2 separate regions of the Mus musculus genome follow, and region 1 is linked to region 2. Evidence: chromatin contacts called from public Hi-C data. All regions are on one chromosome and are shown on one strand. Each heading gives the region's core, a stretch centred on a gene start, on an enhancer-like site or on the middle of the called end of the contact. The rest is flanking DNA. Distances are from core to core; before and after follow the strand shown. Region 1 holds the start of Muc13 (mucin 13, epithelial transmembrane). Region 2 holds the start of Heg1 (heart development protein with EGF-like domains 1).

Region 1 (2,700 bases), core at 42-2,541, 110 kb after region 2:
TGTTTCTTCTCTAGAAAGCCCTGTCTCTACCCAGGGCCGTGGACAGAAGGCAGAGCTGAGCGCAGAATGATCGACCAGTAACAATGGGCCTGCTTTGCCAGGAGGAAGCAGCCTTCCTTCTCTTTGTGGGCCTCAACAAAGCTGTCACCCCCACCTCCCTTCTTCCCTTCCCTTTTTTTTAATAGAGAGGAAGGAATGCTTTTAAAAAGTGACTATGATGCCATTCACATGGTGATTGTTCTGTTGCTGTTTGTTTGATTTTATTGTTTTGTTTTGTTTTTTAAAGACAGTCTTAACTAGGCAACCCTGGCCGGCCTGGAACTCTCTCTGTAGAGTAGGCTGGCCTTGAACTCACAGAGATCTGTCTGTCTCTTCTGCTTCCCAAGTTTTCTCTTTGCTTGTGGAATTTCAAATTGGCCTCTGTTAAAATTGGACCCACGACAGACGGTGGGCCAAGGTGGTTATGGGAAAGGGAGCCTACCGTCAATAACCTTCAAGCCTGCTTCTAATAGGAGCATGACAACTGGGGTCTATGTCCAGTTAAAGTGATATGTGAGATGGAGGGAAGCTTGGAAACGTTAGCTCTAGAAGTTTCTAGAAGTGACCATTAGGAAAAGCCCAGTGTGGGAGTCCACAGCAAAAGATGACACAAGTCAAGTCATAAATAGTTGGAGAAAACATGAAAGGACTTTTCAGGTATTCTTGGAACAGCAGGTAGAGAAAATAGAATTCTTTGCAGTCAAATGGTGGGGAGTTGGGGAGGGGAGGGCCCAGAAGATGACTCAGAGTTAAAGGCATCTGCCACTAAGCCTGATGACCTGAATTCCATCCCATGATCCCACATGGTGAAGGGTCAAGAATCAACCCTTCCCACCATCCTCTGGCAGCTACATGAGCACTGTGGTGTGCACACACAAAATAAGAAGGGGTCAGAGGTAAGGCAATCATCGTTCTCGGCTAGATTACTGAGTGTTTAGAGAGACAGTAGTAGGCTCTGGGGAGGCGATAGGTCTACCATTCCCAAGATATAGAGAGATTAGCTGAATACACTCACCTTTGACCTTGCAAGGATTTCTAAAGAGAACTCAGACTTCTACAGTTGTCCTGGACTTTGAGTCAAGGATATCAACCTGAAGCTGGGCTCAAGTGACCTGACTCTGAGGTTGGAAGCAGCCCATGCTGTACGACCAGAGACCAGATCCTGACCACGAATTGCCTTTGCCTCTATCAGTTAATGAGTGGACTTCGGACTTGAAAGACAGTTAAAACTCCAGGCAGCGAAGGAGAGGACACATTTCCTCCTTGGATTATCAAGCAAGAGCAGCTACCATGAAAGGCTTCCTGCTTCTCTCTCTCAGTCTCCTTTTGGTGACCGTGGGTAAGAAACTCCTTTTTTGTTATTTTGTGGTTGCTTCTGTAACTTGATAAGTTGAATTGGTATCGTAGTCTCTGAAACAGAAACAGCAGGCTTGATCCTACAACTTTTTAAAGTGGCTGCTAGTCTTGACTTGGGGCCATTTCTTGACTAGCTCAGCTCGGAGATGCTGACATTTTCATCTGTGACCCCCAAGACAGCAGAGGCAAAAGAAGTCTATGGCTGACATTGGGACACAGCAGGGCAGAGGTTTGTCTGAAGTTGGATAAAGATGACTCAGTCGTGCAAGGATGAGGTTAGCAAGCTGGATCTAGATCTGTTCCTGTGATCATCAGAGAGTCAGACCTGGAGGGGTCGGGGATATGTCTGTTTTCACCAACACTTGAAACTGGGGATCTCTGGCCAAAAAGAGCAATCCCAGTGGGGGTTAGAGCCCCTACAGGTGTTCTTCTTCTGGACTAGGGAGAGTTTATCTGGGTTTGAGTAGGTAAGGAATTTGTCCCCCACCCCACCCCATTCTGAGAGAAATCCAGATCTAGACGTCAAATGCAAGAAAGGAATAAGGCATTGGAGGCAGTGGAAGGGGGAAGAGAAATTGAGTTCAATGTAAAGGACCACTTGACTTGCTTTGTTTGGGGGATGGAATCTCGTGCTACCAAGGTTAAACTGAACTCTCCATACAGTAGATGAACTTCTGATCCAACTGCCTTGGAGTGCTGGGTTATAGGTATGAGCCAACATACATGGCAAGATAGGAGCTTTTGAAACCTCTTACTACATTTAATTACCATACATGTGGAGGACATCGGACAACTCCCAGAAAGTGGTTTCTCTCCTCCCACCCCCTGAGTGAGATTGAACACAGCCGGCCAGCCTTGGCAGCAGGCTTCTTTTCTTTCTTTCTTTTTTTTCTTCTTAATTTTTTTATTATTTAAATGCATTTTATACATCAAACACATTAATAATATTGAGTATTTTGAGAATCAAATAACATTAAAAATGTGTTCAACTTTTATATTCATATCCTTTCATACCCTAAAAATATCATTAATGGATATTTAATACTATCCATAAGCAAACTTCTTTCTTTATTCCCTGGACCAATATTTTTTTTTTGATCTGCTTTTAAGATTGGGGGAGAAGAGCTGTCCTAAGAGGAGGGTAGGCCTCACCAGATCTCCTCTGCCAAGCCTGGGTGCTGTGGCCAAGTCTTCAGGTCCCAATTAGAACTGATAAGATCTACGTGATTTTCTGGAGTCACCATGAAGAAGAAATGCCTTCTGTAAGACATAAGGGTACTGAGAAGGGAATCCTTTGCTGGGAAG
Region 2 (2,700 bases), core at 25-2,524:
TTGTCTAAGGTAAACTTGTTTATACGGAGCATCCTTTGTGTCCTGCCAAGTGACTCACTTGTACCGAGTCACCAGAAAATGGGTCTAGGCCCATCTACCGATGCGCTGGACGTTATGATCTGATCGTTCCCCTGGAGGCGGGTCATGGAGGCTTGGAGACAGAGAGAGGCAGAGACATGGGGAAAGAGACAAGCCTGTCTCCTGAACATTTGGTAAACAGACAAAGAACCCTAGCACATCTGAGAGCATCCCAAGGGATCTGTGGTTTTCAGTTTGGATGAGATATTGTCTGAATTATTGACAACTCTAAGCTATGAGGTAAGCACGAAGCCACATGGTCATTCAATGAGAAATCCTTTAGTTGTTGGTTCTCTTAGCAACTCTTAAGCAAGTTATTTCCCCCTATTTTGAGCTGCTCATTCTTTACTTACAAAGAAAAGAGATTTGGGTCTTAAAATCTGGACATTGTATCATTTGTCTCCTAGGAAGGGAGGGAATAGGGACACACACAGAATTTTACTTACCAAGCAAATTTATTGACACTCTGTCTTGGAACATCTCCCCTAAAGGTTTCTTTTTAACTTCTGTGTGGGCTGCTTTTTTTTTTTTTTTTTTTTTTATGTTTAATTTGCAAATTGCTGTCCTTTTCCTGGCTATGGGTTTTCCCTTGCCCCAGACTCGGTTCAGTTTTCTCTTCCCTCTGGCCTCTTTGGGTGTCTCAGCAGTGACATCTTTGAAGAACTATGGTGTAAGCCAAAGATAGCGTGGGAAGGAAATCAGGCTTCTGAGCCTTCAAGAAGATGAGGGTTCCCGCCCTGGCTAAAGCAAATCTTCTCACCAATTCTGGGGACCCAAAAGGGCGGCAGTGGGTTGGGGCCTCTTCAGATCCTTAAGGGCAATGCAGGTCCACGTATGGAACAGGGTCTAGGATTCACTTCTCTGTCTTTTGAAAGCTCTCTGTATACTCACTCACCTGATGTCAATTACACCGCCAGAATCTACTTTTCACAGACCTACTGTGTGGCTAAGGAACTGGGAAAGTGCCCCCCACCCCAATTTCATTTCTCCAAAAGCCAAAGCGATACTCCAGGGTGTGGGCCCTGTAACAAAAGTCGCAGGGGGCTCCATGAGTTCACCCGGGGGTTCCGTGAACTCACCCGGGAGACCGAGACCGCCCCCGCCCTCTTCCTGCCCTCTCCCCGCCCCCGGGCCCCCGCGCGGGGCGGGTGATGTCAACCGAGGAGGAGCCGCCCGCCCCGCGACCCGCCCGGGCTGATTGGCGTGTGGCAGCACCAGGGCTGCCTCCGCCCTCCCGCGGCTCCCACAACTTTTGCGGCTGAGAGCGCGCTCGCACCCCGCTCCGCTCGCCGCCGCCCTCGGCCCGGCGCCCGGCATGTGAGCGCGGGCGGCCGCCGCCACCATGGCCACGCCGCGCGCCCCGCGGTGGCCGCCACCGTCGCTGCTGCTGCTGCTGCTGCTACCGCTGCTGCTGCTGCCGCCCGCTGCCCCCGGGGCGCGGGGCTCCCTTCCCTCCCCGGCCCATCGAACACTCCTCCCGGTCGCGGGACCGCTTTCGCCGCCTGGCGCCGGACATACGGCCCCCGGACCCGGCGTCGCGACCCGGCGGGGACGTTCCGGCCGTGTCCCCAGAGGCGTGAGCGCGGGTGAGTGAGAGTCTCCAGCGAGGGTCAGGGGGCGTGGGCGCTTCGCGGCTGCCCCATCCCGGCCGAGGCTCCGTGGACCCTCGTGGGTGGAACCCTGAGGGTGGCCCAGGACGGAGAAACGCTGTCCCTGGCCACTGGAATATAAAATGTTCACATGCATTCCCTCCCTGTGCTTTGGAAGAAAACTCTCTCCTGGATTAGCCCACACCCTTCTCACTTTTACAAAACGAAGACCCCAAAGAGCCTCTCACCTCGTGGGGAGTGGTAACTTCTGGCTGTTGTCCCTCGGTTTCAGCCCCCAACCCCCAGATTTAGAACTGGTCTCTCCTGGTCTAAAGCCTGACTTTCCAGTATAAGTAAATAACGGATTTCGGAGTTTGGAATGCTTCTAGTACTTAGGACTTCATAAAGGACAAAGAGTGCGCTTTAAAACAAAGCTACCCAGTTAACCTTAGGAGCAGGGTTACTTGGGATGGGGCTGGGGGCGCTGCAAGGTCAAACCCCTGGAAGCCACTGACTGGCTCTGGACTGTCCTGGGCCCTTTCCTCCCCCAGCCAGCTGCTTGCTGTGCAGGCAGGCACTGCCTGTCCTGGTCACAGAATGGGGACTCAGCTCCTGTGCCTGCCTCCTTTGTTTCTAGTTCCTTTTTCTGTTGGAAGAAAATGCCACGGCCTGGGTGGGATTCTAATGTAACCCCCACACGACCTTGGCTGTGTCTCATCTTTGGCTCTCAGTTTCCCCATCTGTGGAATGGAGGGGCCCCATTCCTCCCTGCCTCCAAGTGACAAGAGGTGACAAAATGAAAGTAAAAATAGTAGAAAGTGCTGTGAACCAAACCAGCCTAGGTGATGTTAGCCATTTGTCCTCCCGTAAGAGGCAGAGGGCACACATCGGGCTCTGTTGTTGCCACACTGGGACTGCCAAGATTTTGTCCAGTTTCCACTTCTTGTCTGTCTGTCTGTCTGTCTGTCCATCTTACATGTTTTACAAACTTTCTCCCAACTTGCTCATCCTTAGAACATAGAGGTACTACTTC

What was found. Hi-C and Micro-C count contacts between places; a contact is called where the count stands out from the background.
Region 1: a contact with region 2 is called in a Hi-C map of CD8 T cells, with 1.8 times the contacts expected there. The contact joins the promoter of Muc13 here to the promoter of Heg1 in region 2. A contact is called at or near these places in 5 of 39 promoter capture datasets (the 3T3-L1 cell line, embryonic stem cells, macrophages and 2 more), 1 of 15 datasets of contacts at CTCF or cohesin (large pre-B cells), 9 of 484 Hi-C or Micro-C datasets (the Ba/F3 cell line, CD4 T cells, CD8 T cells and 6 more) and 3 of 9 other capture datasets (adipose tissue, liver and pancreatic islet).

What each region holds. Positions count from the first base shown.
Region 1 is chr16:33,793,198-33,795,897 of GRCm38.p6, forward strand. It overlaps Muc13 (mucin 13, epithelial transmembrane), which reads left to right and starts at 1,292. Exons shown (of 12, transcript NM_001382834.1): 1 at 1,292-1,378. The coding sequence starts at 1,330. It overlaps Gm15658 (a long non-coding RNA gene), which reads right to left. Exons shown (of 3, transcript XR_003951910.1): 1 at 2,548-2,700; 2 at 1,055-1,449.
Region 2 is chr16:33,683,192-33,685,891 of GRCm38.p6, forward strand. Heg1 (heart development protein with EGF-like domains 1) reads left to right here and starts at 1,275. Exons shown (of 15, transcript NM_175256.5): 1 at 1,275-1,664. The coding sequence starts at 1,421.